Regions from separate parts of the Mus musculus genome. Here region 1 is linked to region 2. The links are chromatin contacts, called in public promoter capture Hi-C maps. All regions are on one chromosome and are shown on one strand. The core of a region is the stretch at or near the end of the contact, and the rest is flanking DNA. Distances in the headings are between cores, read along the strand shown. Region 1 overlaps Hif1a (hypoxia inducible factor 1, alpha subunit). Region 2 overlaps Gm8075 (a long non-coding RNA gene).

What was found. Capture Hi-C pulls out chosen DNA fragments and counts their contacts.
Region 1: a contact with region 2 is called in a promoter capture Hi-C map of liver. The contact joins two enhancer-like sites. A contact is called at or near these places in 3 of 9 other capture datasets (adipose tissue, liver and pancreatic islet).

The regions. Positions count from the first base shown.
Region 1 is chr12:73,926,273-73,932,529 of GRCm38.p6, forward strand. It overlaps Hif1a (hypoxia inducible factor 1, alpha subunit), which reads left to right. Exons shown (of 15, transcript NM_010431.2): 2 at 285-475; 3 at 1,714-1,859; 4 at 1,942-2,026; 5 at 4,385-4,497; 6 at 6,002-6,204. Among named protein-coding and RNA genes, the nearest start is that of Hif1a, 22 kb to the left of the region's middle. Within about 2 kb of position 4,204, at least 3 of the 459 cell types and tissues checked have an H3K27ac peak or open chromatin away from gene starts, as enhancers often do. A contact at or near this core is called in liver, where this site is marked.
Region 2 is chr12:73,806,451-73,813,247 of GRCm38.p6, forward strand. Gm8075 (a long non-coding RNA gene) reads left to right here. Exons shown (of 3, transcript XR_381690.1): 3 at 1,679-1,961. Among named protein-coding and RNA genes, the nearest start is that of Gm8075, 14 kb to the left of the region's middle. Within about 2 kb of position 4,106, at least 92 of the 459 cell types and tissues checked have an H3K27ac peak or open chromatin away from gene starts, as enhancers often do. A contact at or near this core is called in liver, where this site is marked.

The DNA of each region.
Region 1 (6,257 bases), core at 2,954-5,453, 120 kb after region 2:
AGCTACTGTAAATTTGGGGATGAAAACATCTGCTTTGGAAATGTTAAATAAAAGCTTGGACATTTTAAAAGAATTTATTATGTTTTCAGTGATCTAAAATTTGTATATAAAAGCTATCTTATATAAAACTTTGTTCATGTTCCATACAAGTCCTATATAATAATTTTACATGGTTTCTTCTAATCTTTATACAGTAAACAGGGAAATGCAAAATTAATTTTATTCGAGTTAAGACAAACTAACATGTACATTCTTGTCTCTCTTTTTTTTTTTTTGTTAAGTAGGATGAGTTCTGAACGTCGAAAAGAAAAGTCTAGAGATGCAGCAAGATCTCGGCGAAGCAAAGAGTCTGAAGTTTTTTATGAGCTTGCTCATCAGTTGCCACTTCCCCACAATGTGAGCTCACATCTTGATAAAGCTTCTGTTATGAGGCTCACCATCAGTTATTTACGTGTGAGAAAACTTCTGGATGCCGGTGAGTTCTACAAAAACATAATGGACCTGAAAATTAGAAATTAAAAACATCTAGAAGTTCCTTTTAGCAGGAGACTACAATACTTTCTTTTAAGAGAGTGGTGTGTGTATGTGTCCATGCACCTGTGTGCACATATTAATATGCTCTTATGAAGGGGCCTATGGAGGCCAGAAGAGGGTATCAGATCCCTTGAAGCTAGAGTTACAGGTATTTATGAGCCACCTGATGTGGGTGCTGGTGTCCAAAATGTAGTCCTGTTGGTTGCGCAGCAAGCATTCTTAAATGTGGAGCTATCTCTCTAGACCCATAACGCCGCTCTTTAAAAAAAACATGAATTAAGTTATTATTGCATGTGTATGGGTGTTTTGCCTTCAACATTTGCATGCCTAGTACTTGTAGAAGCCAGAAGAGGATTTTTTTTGGAAATGAAGTTACAGACAGTTTTCAGTGCTGGGAATTGAATCCAGGTCCTCGGAAAGATCAACTAGTGCTCTTAACTGCTTAGCCATCTTTCCAGTACTGCCCCAACACAATACTTTTTTTAAAGTATTTTTTAAAAGTAATTAAGTCTTTCCGTATTCTTTACTCCTTTTATCAAGCTTTGCTTTTCTTAGTTGTAGGAATAATCCTTTTTGTACTGTAAGTTGTTTTGGTTTACCCTTTTTTTTTAATCCTTTATTTTTTAAACACATAAATAAAATTCATTAACTTTATAGCCCCTGGTACTTTGTTTCATTCTGAAGAGTTCTCGATTCTTCCACATGACAGCAATTTTTTTCTTACTAGCTTTTAAGCTTCATTTCATCTATTCATTTCCTCCTGTCTACCTGTATCTCTTTGTCTCTCTCTCTCTCTCTCTGTCTCCCTCTCCCTCTCCTTCTTCCTCTCCTCCTTCTCCTCTTCCTCCTCCTCCTTCTCCTCCCCACCCCCACCCCCCATAGAGTCTCACCATGTAACCCTGGCTGATCTGTACCTTGCTGTGTAAACTAGGCTGCCTTGAACTCACAGAGACCCATCTGCTGCTTCCTCCTTAGGACTGGGTATAAAGGCATAACCTATCTTTAAAAAATATCACCCTTTTTTACACCCTTGGTGATTTGCTTGTTTGCAAATTTGTTTATTTTAAACAATTATATAAAACAACTGGAAAGTATACAGAAATAAATATATGTATTATAGAAATTTAAAAGTATCTGAGATAAAGCCTGACTTTGTTTCTTTTCCCGTGTGCCCTGCAGGTGGTCTAGACAGTGAAGATGAGATGAAGGCACAGATGGACTGTTTTTATCTGAAAGCCCTAGATGGCTTTGTGATGGTGCTAACAGATGACGGCGACATGGTTTACATTTCTGATAACGTGAACAAATACATGGGGTTAACTCAGGTAAAGTCCCCATATATGAAGAGCACTAATGGGTACTTTATGGTTATATGATATAGATCTAATTTTTTTAATGTGTTTGCAGTTTGAACTAACTGGACACAGTGTGTTTGATTTTACTCATCCATGTGACCATGAGGAAATGAGAGAAATGCTTACACACAGAAATGGTGAGAAGAAAGTCTATTGTTTGATTTAATATGACAGGTGATTTTCAGTCAGATATTGTTTCTAATTTTATTTTTTTGGTAATGTACTGATTTAAGAGAGAATGTTATTTCACATTTAATGTTAATACTGTTCTTTGTTAAAGCTGTTATTCTACATTTTAGAAAACTCACAAGTTTTTAAAACTCATTGAATTAATAAGTAGTTACATGAATTAATAAGTAATTACATACACGAGTAGAAAAAAAGGAAAGATAATTAAAAGACCAAGACAATTATAAGTAGAAATGCAGTATTAAGGCAAGAAGTTATAATACAAATGACAGGTAATAAGATTTTCGATGATGACTGAATACACAGTGACAGTTTGGGTTCAGGCTTTTTTAATGTCCTAAAGAAGCAGGATTGGGGGGTGGCCAAGATTTTAAGAGCACAAAGATGCTTTAACTTCTAAGGATGTTTTCAATAACTTGAGACTGTAATTGGAAGGATGATGTTGTGTTGGACCACATGTGGTTGTACACACCTTTAATCCTAGCACTTAGGAGGCAGATATAGGCAGATCTCTTGATTTCCAGGCCAGCCTGGTTTATGTAACTAGTTTCAAGCCAGGTAAGGCTACAGAGTGAGACCCTGTCTCAAAAAGAGAAGTAAGAGAAGGGCTGAAGAGATGGCTCAGTGGTTAGGGCCACTGACTGTTCTTCGGGAGGGGGGACCCCACTTCAAATTCACATCCTCATGGCAGCTCACAATGGTCTGTTACTCCAAGATCTGACACACTCCCATAGACATGCAAGCAAAATTCTGCACATAAAATAAAAGTAAATTTTTTTAAAAAGTTGCAAGAGAGTTCTGTGAAGTACTTGTTGAATTACAGAGACTTAACAGTTAATTTTTTTAAAATAGTAATTTATAAACAGAGTATACTGGTCTCTCTTTCTTAATTCCCTCTGTCAGGACCTAGTCTCTGTTCTTTGAAAGCAGTCTTATTAAGTCTTGACTACTTTGCATTGTATTGCTATTGACCCTACTGTATTATGTATTACATGCTTAATAGCATTGCATCTAATTATTGATCTCTGCATCACTCTAAGTATACACACTCGGTTCTAAATAATGGATATTTTGTGTTTGTTTGTTTTTTCCCTAATACTTCCATTTTATATACCTTAAAATGTATCCATTTGATAAATGTCCATGATTTTTTTAGATATTCATAGAAATGGCCTAACCACCATCATACCTCTAATTTTATTTTTTAAAATTGTCTTGTTTTATTGTATGTTTGTTTGTTTTGAGACAGGGTTTCACTATGTAACCCTGGCTGGCTTAGGACTCCAAGTAGACCAAGTTGTTCTTGAACTCATAGAGGGCTACCTACCTCTGCCTCCCAAATGCTGGGATTAGAGGCATGTACCATTACACTCAGCCATTTTAGAAAATGTCATTGCCTCAAAAAAGAAGTTCTATATCTATCTAATCCACTTTCTCTGAGCATTTCAAATAAGTAAAACATTTGTTTTGAACCAGACTAAGCAATAAAAAAGGAAATCAAGATGTTGTTTCAGAGTCATCTAAATGTAATCTAATTTTTTAGTTATGAGGTTTGACATTAAGATTAAATTAGACGTGAATTGATTTTCCTCTGCTTTATTTCTGTGGCTTTTTTGTTGTTGTTCTGGGTGTCAAAGCCAGGCCTACATGTATGTACTAAGGGAGTCCTCGTCCATTGAGCTACATTCCCAGTCCCTATTCCTGTGACTTTAAATTGTAAACAGGTCTCATATGTAGCTCAGGTCGGCCATCTCCATCCTCCTCCTTCAGCCTCCCTAGTGCTGAGAGTATTGGTATGTACCATCATGGCTGATTTCTGTAACTTCTGATAGAACATTCTGTCTGGCTTTCATACTCAGATGCTATTTACTTACAAAAGGTAAGTTGGCATTTTTAAAGTTCTGTAAACACGTTGCTGCTTATTCAAAATTGAGTTATCACAGTTGGTAAAAGACATGAAGTATTTACACAAGTTCTTTTGAAGGGGACATACTTGTATACTGACAGACATTTATAGGGTACACTTACACCATTTTCTTATTTTCTTTACTTGGACCAAACTCACCAGCACAGATGAATAATTAATCCTGTGAAGTGTGGACTCTCCTCCCACAGTCCAGGGAGTCACTGCCGTCTTACACACACTCTCCCTGGATGGAGCTGTCAGACCTACTGACATGCTGGAGTAGGTGAAGAGGGAGCAAATCATGGTTGTGTTAATGCTGAGAGCCTTGCTTTGATGCTCTCATCCTAACAAATTTCTATGTTTAGCTGTGACTTAAAACTCGGTTTCTTGCTTTCGTTAGGCCCAGTGAGAAAAGGGAAAGAACTAAACACACAGCGGAGCTTTTTTCTCAGAATGAAGTGCACCCTAACAAGCCGGGGGAGGACGATGAACATCAAGTCAGCAACGTGGAAGGTACGCAAGCTGAGCGTGCACTTGATTATAGATAAATAAACCTATACACATACATGCTAGTATCAAGAGCTTTCACTAGGAGTGCTGAAAGTCAGCTGACCCTAGCACTTGGGAAGCAGAAGATCATCTGCTACAGATTTGAAGGCAGCCTTGTCCTCACAGCAAGTTCCAGGCCAGCCAGGGGAACACAAGCCTTACCTCAGAAAACAAAACAAACAAAAGAGTTTTGCTTAGAGTTATGAGGGGAATGGAGAAAGTGCTTAGTAATTAAGAGCACTTGCTTGCCAAGTACCTGGCTTTGGTGCTCAGCACCCATGTGTCAGTTCACTGTCACCTGTAACTCCAGTTCCAGGAAATCATCCAGTATCCTCTCCTGACCTCATCAGGCACCAGGTACACACACAGTGCACACACATACATGCAGATAGAGCACTTACCCACATAAAATAAAAATCAATTTCAAAATAGACTTACGAGGGAAAAGTATAATTATTCCCTTTTGCATATTTGCATTTATATTCAGTATATGTAATCTCCATTAAAGACAGTATAATAATCTGACAGTTTGAGATATATAAACACAAATTATTGGAAATACGATATTTCTTTTTTTTAAAAAAATATATACATACATTTATTTATTTATTTATATGTGAGTACACTGTAGCTGTCTCCAAATGCACCAGTAGAGGGCGTCAGATCTCATTACGGGTGGTTGTGAGCCACCATGTGGTTGCTGGAAATTGAACTCAACGACCTTTGGAAGAGCAGTCGGTGCTCTTACCCACTGAGCCATCTCTCCAGCCCACAATATTTCTATACTAAGCTAACTTATCAGTTGGCTTTGCCAACTAGTATTTAAATCCTAATATAAGTATAATTTTCTATCTCAGTTTCCTTTTTTTGTTCAGTGTTGAACCATAGTCACCAGAGCAAAATCAACTATAATGACCAGATTAGTGAAGAAGGAAAGATAGTCTAGACTTAATACAAGACTTAAATATTTTTCATTGTGTGTGTGTGTGTGTGTGTGTGTGCACGTGTGTGTTTTAGTGTTTTAGTTGGTTGCATGTAAGCATACCATGTGTTTACAGAGGCCAAAAGAAGGCATTTGATCCATATTCTGGATTATAAGTGATCCCTAGTTTCTATTTTATGTGCATGAATGTTTTGCCTCCATGTATATCAGGGCATGCATGCCTGGTGCCTGAAGAAATGAGAAGGTGTCAGATCCTCTGGAAATAGGGTTACAAATGGTTGTAAGCTGCCTTGTGAGTGCTAGGAATCAGATCTAGGTCCTCTGGGAAAAGCAGTCAGTAAGCTTAACCACTGTCTCATCTCTAGCACCCTACCTTCACAATGTTGTGGGGTTGTTTTGTTTTGTTTTGTTTTGTTTTAGAATACCTCATTATCTCATAATGTCTTAACTGCTATGCCATCTTTCCAGCTCCCCTTACCTCTTTCTATTTTAAAAAGGTAACTTTATTTTCTTACTCATATTCAGGTGCTTCACTGCACGGGCCATATTCATGTCTATGATACCAACAGTAACCAACCTCAGTGTGGGTACAAGAAACCACCCATGACGTGCTTGGTGCTGATTTGTGAACCCATTCCTCATCCGTCAAATATTGAAATTCCTTTAGATAGCAAGACATTTCTCAGTCGACACAGCCTCGATATGAAATTTTCTTACTGTGATGAAAGGTAAATGAACTATTTTATATTTTTAAAATTTAGATTTTTTGTAGCCTTTTCAT
Region 2 (6,797 bases), core at 2,856-5,355:
CATCTGAACGTTTTCAATGGTCCAATGTCTGTGGAACAAGCCACCCCAGAACTCGGTTGCTTAATATGGTAGCCGTGTATTGAGTTTGTGGTTCTTCCACTCAATTGAGTGTAGGTCCACTGTTTTTTTCTTCTGGATGTCAGGTGTTTTTCATGCATGGCTGGCTATGGGTCAGTTCCAGAGCCCTTCACGGAGGCAATGACTGGCTGTCTACTGAGGCAACGAGGCTCACAGGTTTTCTTTCATCATCTGGCAGGCAGGCTTGACGTTTCCATGTGGCATCTGAACTCTCCTTGGAGAGAGAACATCAATTCACGAGACTTCTTAACACTAGAGTTTGGAAATGGCACGGTATCCCTTCTGATAACATCTAGAGAGCAGAGCAGGCCACATGGCCAGGCTCCCTATAGCGACATAGCAAAGGGTCGTGGACATAAGGAAGAAATGACGTGGGACATTTTTGTCAAGAAGACGTTTTAAGGGGTGTATGACAAGGACTCCAACTGTAGTGGGATACATTTGATACCAGGAGAAAAGATGCCAACTCCAGAGCATATTAGTAAGCTTGGAGCATTGCCTATGTGCAAAAAATTGTTTTAATACTGGGTCCAGCGGCAGCTGGTTCTATGTATAATTTAGGACCAGTTCCTCACCAGCTGCTATAACCAGAGAACATGGTAGGAGTCCCGGGGAATCCATTTCTGTTCTGCTTTTTAAAGGCTATTACTTGAACAGAGAACCCTGGCCAAACCTCTGTCTGTACAATGAAGCTGAATATTAAGAATTTTGAATTGATGAGTAGGGGAGTGTGTGTGTGTGGGGTGGGGGGAGGTCACTGGAAAGAGCTAGACTGTAATGGAAAGTGTGAATGGAAAGAAGCTATGGGAAGAGACTAAAAACACAAACGGGGTAAAAATGGCAGACAATGCTTGCATTTTGGCCAGCAGCCTTAACTGATGGAGAAGCCAAGGGCTTGAGCAATGCATCAACCCCCAGGAGACAAAGGGAACAGGATCCAAGTTCTCTCAAATGATTTTCTTTTGTAGCTAGACCAGAAGGAATTTATTGCTTTTAGTACTGAAGTCACACTTGTATCAACAAGAATTCTGCACACTTCAGCAAAGATGGGTCCTTGCATGTGATAGTTTGGGCAGAATTTTAGGGAGTTACCACGACACCCTCTTTATACCATGGCTGTCCAGTTGCAGACTGAAAACAGCCCAGAGGTCCTGAGTCCCAACACCAGCAGTCATGGACATTTCTCTTTGTACAGCTTTCTAGAGTCTATAGGACTAGAAGCAGTTGATCATGAAGTTCTTTGGTTACATTTTTTTCTACTTATACCACTTGGTGAATTTTTTCATGCAGACCAAATTTGACTAGGATTCTAATTCCCAGACAGTATTGGCTAATCTGGCTGTCTTGGCTGTGACTGGGGTTGGTCATTATTACTGTTACTGTTGCTATGTGCAAGTGCACACATGCACACAGACACACCCATGCTATAGAACCCCTGTAGATGTCTGAGGACAACTTTCAGGAATTGGTTCTCTCCTATCATGTTGTCTGGTAATAAAACCTGGATCATCAGGCTTGCAGAGCAGGTGGTTTTACTGCTGAGCCATTTCACTGGTCCTGGAACATCTTTAATGAAATGATTTTTAATATGTCTTTATAGGTCCTGAAGACCACAGCCTCTTAAAGAGCCAAGTCTATTCGAGCCACTTCTCCAGAATGAGACTGCTCACAAACCTTTGTTCTTGAAAACTACCAGATCTCTGCCCTCTGGAACCAGCGTGGAGATGGCACAGACAAGCCCTTTATTCCCATAAGACCCAGTATCTCCCTCCAAATATGAAGACCAGTGAAACAAACACAGCCAGTCATCCCAATACATAACCCAACAGACAATCTGCTAATGAAATGGGAAATATGTAATAACTGTGCTGTTTGTGCTTCTATCTCTGAAGTGAGTTTAATTCAACTCTACATTGTGAATAGGTATTTATGCTATAGGAAGGACTCAGAGATGGGAACAGAGATATTAGCGAGTCACTCTATGCTCAGAACCCATTTTTTCCTTTCTTTATTGGCCATGCCTAGTACAGTTCCCTGTCCTTCCAGTTCTGGCTCTTTAGTGATCTAGGATTTCCCCTTCCCCGGTTTCTTTGTCAATGCCCTTACTCGCAGGCGCAGCATCTTTTGGAATTGTAACAGCTTCTATCACAGGGTGCTTCTTTCTGGTGTTCGTGTGTGGACACCTATACCTCCCATGCCTACTGAGGTGGCATGGAATTTGGCGATGGGGTCTTGAGGGAAGTAATGAAGGTAAAATGGGGCCACATAGATGGTCCCCAGGTTACTGTCCTTATAGGAAGATGCAGTTGGGACCTAGATACCTACAAAACAAAAACTGTGAGGCAGGGGGAGAGGTGGATGAGAGAGGCTGCTGTCTGCAGACCTAGAAGAGAGGTCTGTCCTACCTCACTCCCACTGGCATCCAGCTTTCAGAATTGTGAGGAAATAGTTTTGAGAGGCTGGGTACATAGGTCAGTGGTAAAGCTCTCATCTGGCTTGTGCAGGTCCCTAAGGTCTATCCCTAGCACCAAAATAATAAACAACCCAATGTTGTCTAAGCTACTTAGCCTATGATTCTTGGCTATAACAGCCCTAGTGAAATAATACAGCCTCCAGTCTGGGCTTCATGCTTTTCTTTCCTTTCTCTCTCTCTCTCTCTCTGTGTGTGTGTGTGTGTGTGTGTGTGTGTGTGTGTGTGTGTGTGTGTGTCTGTGTGTCTGTCTGTCTGTCTGTCTGTGTGTGTATATATGTGTGACTAGGTGTGTGTATGTGGTGTGTGTGTGTGTCTGTATGTCTGTGTGTATGTGCTATATGTGTCTGTGTATATATATGTGTATCTATGTGTGTCTGTGTGTATGTAGTATATGTGTGTCTGTGTGTATATATCTCTGTGTTCAAGTCTGTGCATGTGTGTGCATTGGCAGAAGTGTGGAAGTCAGCCTTCTGTCTTGTTTGAGACAGAGTCTCTAATTATTTCACCCCTATATATGCCAGGTTAAATCCAGATAGGTCTAAAAGTTATGGTCCCTTTCCTGAAATTCATATTTGGCTGGTTCTTCTATAGTTCACCAGGCAACTGTAACTCCACAGGACCATCTATAACTTATAGTGAGTGGCCTGAACCACAGTGAACTGGAGAAGGCATCCTCCCACCCCCACCCCAGGTAACATACTAGCAAAAGATAGTGACGTTTGATCGCCAGCATTTGGTGTCCTTCCTAAATGCAACCAATCTTTATCCACAGTTTAAAATCACATAAGGAGCTTTGAAAAATGCTCATAATATATTCCCAGCTAACAGACATAGGATAGAGATAACTGAACAGGGAATTGGGAAGGTAGGATGGGAAGGAAGGCGAGACCAGTATATGGCTACACACAGATGCCAGCCCTGCACTTGACCCACTCTGAGACTTGGGGTCTTGTCTTCTATCTCTACCACTGGCACACTGCTGTCGTAGCTCAGTCCTGTTGAAAGATAAAGGGGAAGAAGGACTCTACAGAAGAGCTCAGACAGGATCTCTGGGCAGTCCTGAATCCGGTCTCTACATTCTATTCCTTTAAAAGGAAATGTCAACGTTTCCAAGCAGTGACCGTGAACTCCAGCCCCGTGAGGGTGAGTCAGGACAGGCCTCACCAGGCCGGGCTCCTGCAATGTAAACTTCCAGCAGGCTCCAGTATCCTCTCAAAAACCACTCCCAACCTTGTTGAAATGCTTGGATTCCCCACTCTGCTTCAGTCCAGCATGCTGGTCTCTGTGTATATTTGGTCCCTAGCATCCTTAGATGTTCCGTTGCATATCCACACATGGTTTTAAGTTTCCGCAAAGTGGCTCAGACATATACATTTCACTTTCTTCTCTCCAGGGTTTTCTGGGACTCTCAGCCCCCCCCCCCCCCCCACTGCTGTCTTCTCCCTCCCTGATTTCTGCCCAGTTTTTTGCCAGCGATTTTATGTGCTGTCACTGGCAGACTGGTCAGAAGCACATCATTAATCATAGCCACTGGGATAACTTGTCCAGGAACCGCCAAGGCCAGCCTTGAATGGCTGCCGCCCAGCGCTGCCTCTTCCTTCAGCTCTAAGTTCCATGATATCATTAGCATTCGGCCCTGGCAGGTGGCCAATGCCTTAACTGGGGATTCTCAGCTCTCTGTAAGTTTTTAAAAATGCTTTGGTGATGGGGGGAGGGAGACTTGTACTTTTCCAGCACAGAAAAAGGGATGCTAGTTAGTTCATGGAAGCTTCCAGTAACGTTAAAGTTCACTTGTTTTTATTGTGATAATTGAATGGTGTTCAGTAATGTTCTTCCTATAATAAGATTCAAAAAATTTCCTCCTTAGGGAGGAAAATTTGGAAGAAGGAAATACAAAGGAGAGGGTCAGCTCAGCAATACTTTCCTTGCAACACGAGGATCCCAGAATTGCATAGGAGTATCTGCACTTCGTTTAATAAATGGATCCCTATAAATTTCATGTAAATGGAATGTGTAAGAATTTAAATCATTCTAAGTGCAGCTGTATTAAGGCAGCCTGGCATGACTCGCTTTATCAAGGGAATTATCTTGATGCAATAGACAGCATCCTGTGGAGCACACTGATCATTGTTATAAGTCTGAATTTTGCATAGGGCTGATTCTCATAAGATCGGGGAGAGGGGGGTCTCTCTTATAATGACAACTATTCTAAGATCACAGATGTTCTCAGGCTCCGAAGAGGAACTTTTCCAAAGCTTTCTATGGAGTATGACTAGCTACTAGGATGCCATGGGAGGTTAAACGCAGACAACTGTCACCCAGAATCCTCCTGTTCTATTTCCAGAGAGATGCAAGAAGTTACCAGTGAGTGAAGGAAGGGAGAGATGATGGCAGACACTCTGAGGCTAGAAGCATGAGCTGGGGTCATAGTAACACAGCTCTGCCTTTGTCCTCTAACCAGGGATTGCCGAAGAATCGGTATCTCACATCTCACACACGCACACACACACACACACACACACACACACACACACACACACACACACTTAGACACACATTCCTGCCCGTTGTTAGAATTTAGGTGTGAAGTGTATATTATGTGATTCCTACATTAAAAAAAAAGGGGAGGGGGCTAACTTCCAACTTTACCTCAGGAAGCCTTTCAAAGAAAAGATGTATTTGAGGGTTATAAATACTATGTTATTTAATTCCTAAGTACTGGTGAGATGTGCAGGATTGGGAGCCCCCGGCAGGTTGCCCACCTGTTCTCTGCTATCTTCCTAAGGTAACCCTGAGTCAATGTGGTGAAGGGAGATGAATAACTACAACATTCTCTTTTCCTTGTGTTCTCTCAGGCAACTGTGGCTCAGAAGGTAGAGGCACAAGGCACAAGATTAAACTTGAGAGATGCTTAAGAGGGGTTTAGACTGCGTGTGTGGGGTTTTTCCTCCATCTTTCCCCCCTTGTTCTTGCTTCCTGCTTCCTGCTTGGAGTGCTGTCAGAATGGCTAGGTTTCTGGCACCAACTTGCAACCACCACCACCCTCACCCCCAAAGCTACAAGCTAACATCTGTGAAGCAAAGACAGCGAATGCTCGATAGCTTTGGAATGCTCGCCTACGGTTTTACTTGATTAAATGAAAGAAAAATAAATTATCGTATTTAAGCCTGTGTTTGCTTGCTGATGGCTATTGTGATTAGCATCTGACCCAAGCCCTAACTGGTATCCCCGCTAGGCATAAGCTCTAGAAATCTAATTCCCACACACATGCATCTCCACTTCCTAGGGCAATGGGAGCAAATCAGGGGTCCTAGAGCAACTGCCTGCCCTTGAGTATTTGTCTAGAACCATAGTCTTCTTAGTGCCTGGTGCTGACATCCAACGCATGACCTGGTTGGGAGCCCTCTCCATACACAGATGGAACACGTTGACTGACTGACTGTTCCTCAACCATTTCTCAGGGAACTGTTTCCCAGCGATCGAAGGGTCTTCACCTCTCTCCCTTCCCCAGGGTGGCATCAGTACAGAGCTTTTGAGAGATCTAAAGTGCTGTCCGATTTAAAAAAAAAAAAAAATTGAAAATGATAGGTTAAAATGGAAAGAAAGAACCCGTACATTAAGCTGCATTTTAAAGACTGTGTTTTTGATAGTGAAGTGCGAGCATTTTTTTTTCTTCAAGGAGACAGGAAAGACATTATTAAATGGCAGGAAATGGTGATCTCAAATTCCTTTTGCAAAAATATTGTTTACTGACTGTAAAAAAAAAAACCAAGTGTAACTTTGTAACTAATTGGACTAATTGAAACAGTTTATAAAGGTTAAACATTGAGAATTCTTTCCCAGAAGAGCACAGTAAATAGCCTTTTCACCCTGCTGTTCACAGCAAGTATGTTCAGCATGTAAGGTTGTCTGAGTGGCCTCTTGCTTTATATCCTTACAGGTTTTGAAAACCTTGTTTTTCCTCCCTCAAGTTCCTATCTTGGATATTACCCAAAATCTGTACGTATCTGTTAATCTGGTTCTATTCAAGGTGGTAGCATGATACTTATTCCAATATCCTTCCCTTAAAAATAAAAGTGTGTTTTGCCATGACTTTGGCTTTGCTCTGTGGAGAGTCAGGGGTGTCTGATGAGCATTAGAGATTAACTCTCACCCCTCACTGAGAATGAGCTGAGCGCTCAAGCAGTCAGAGAGGCTGGAAAACATCCAGCTGTGGAAAGAAAAATATTCTAGGATCAGTGTTTTG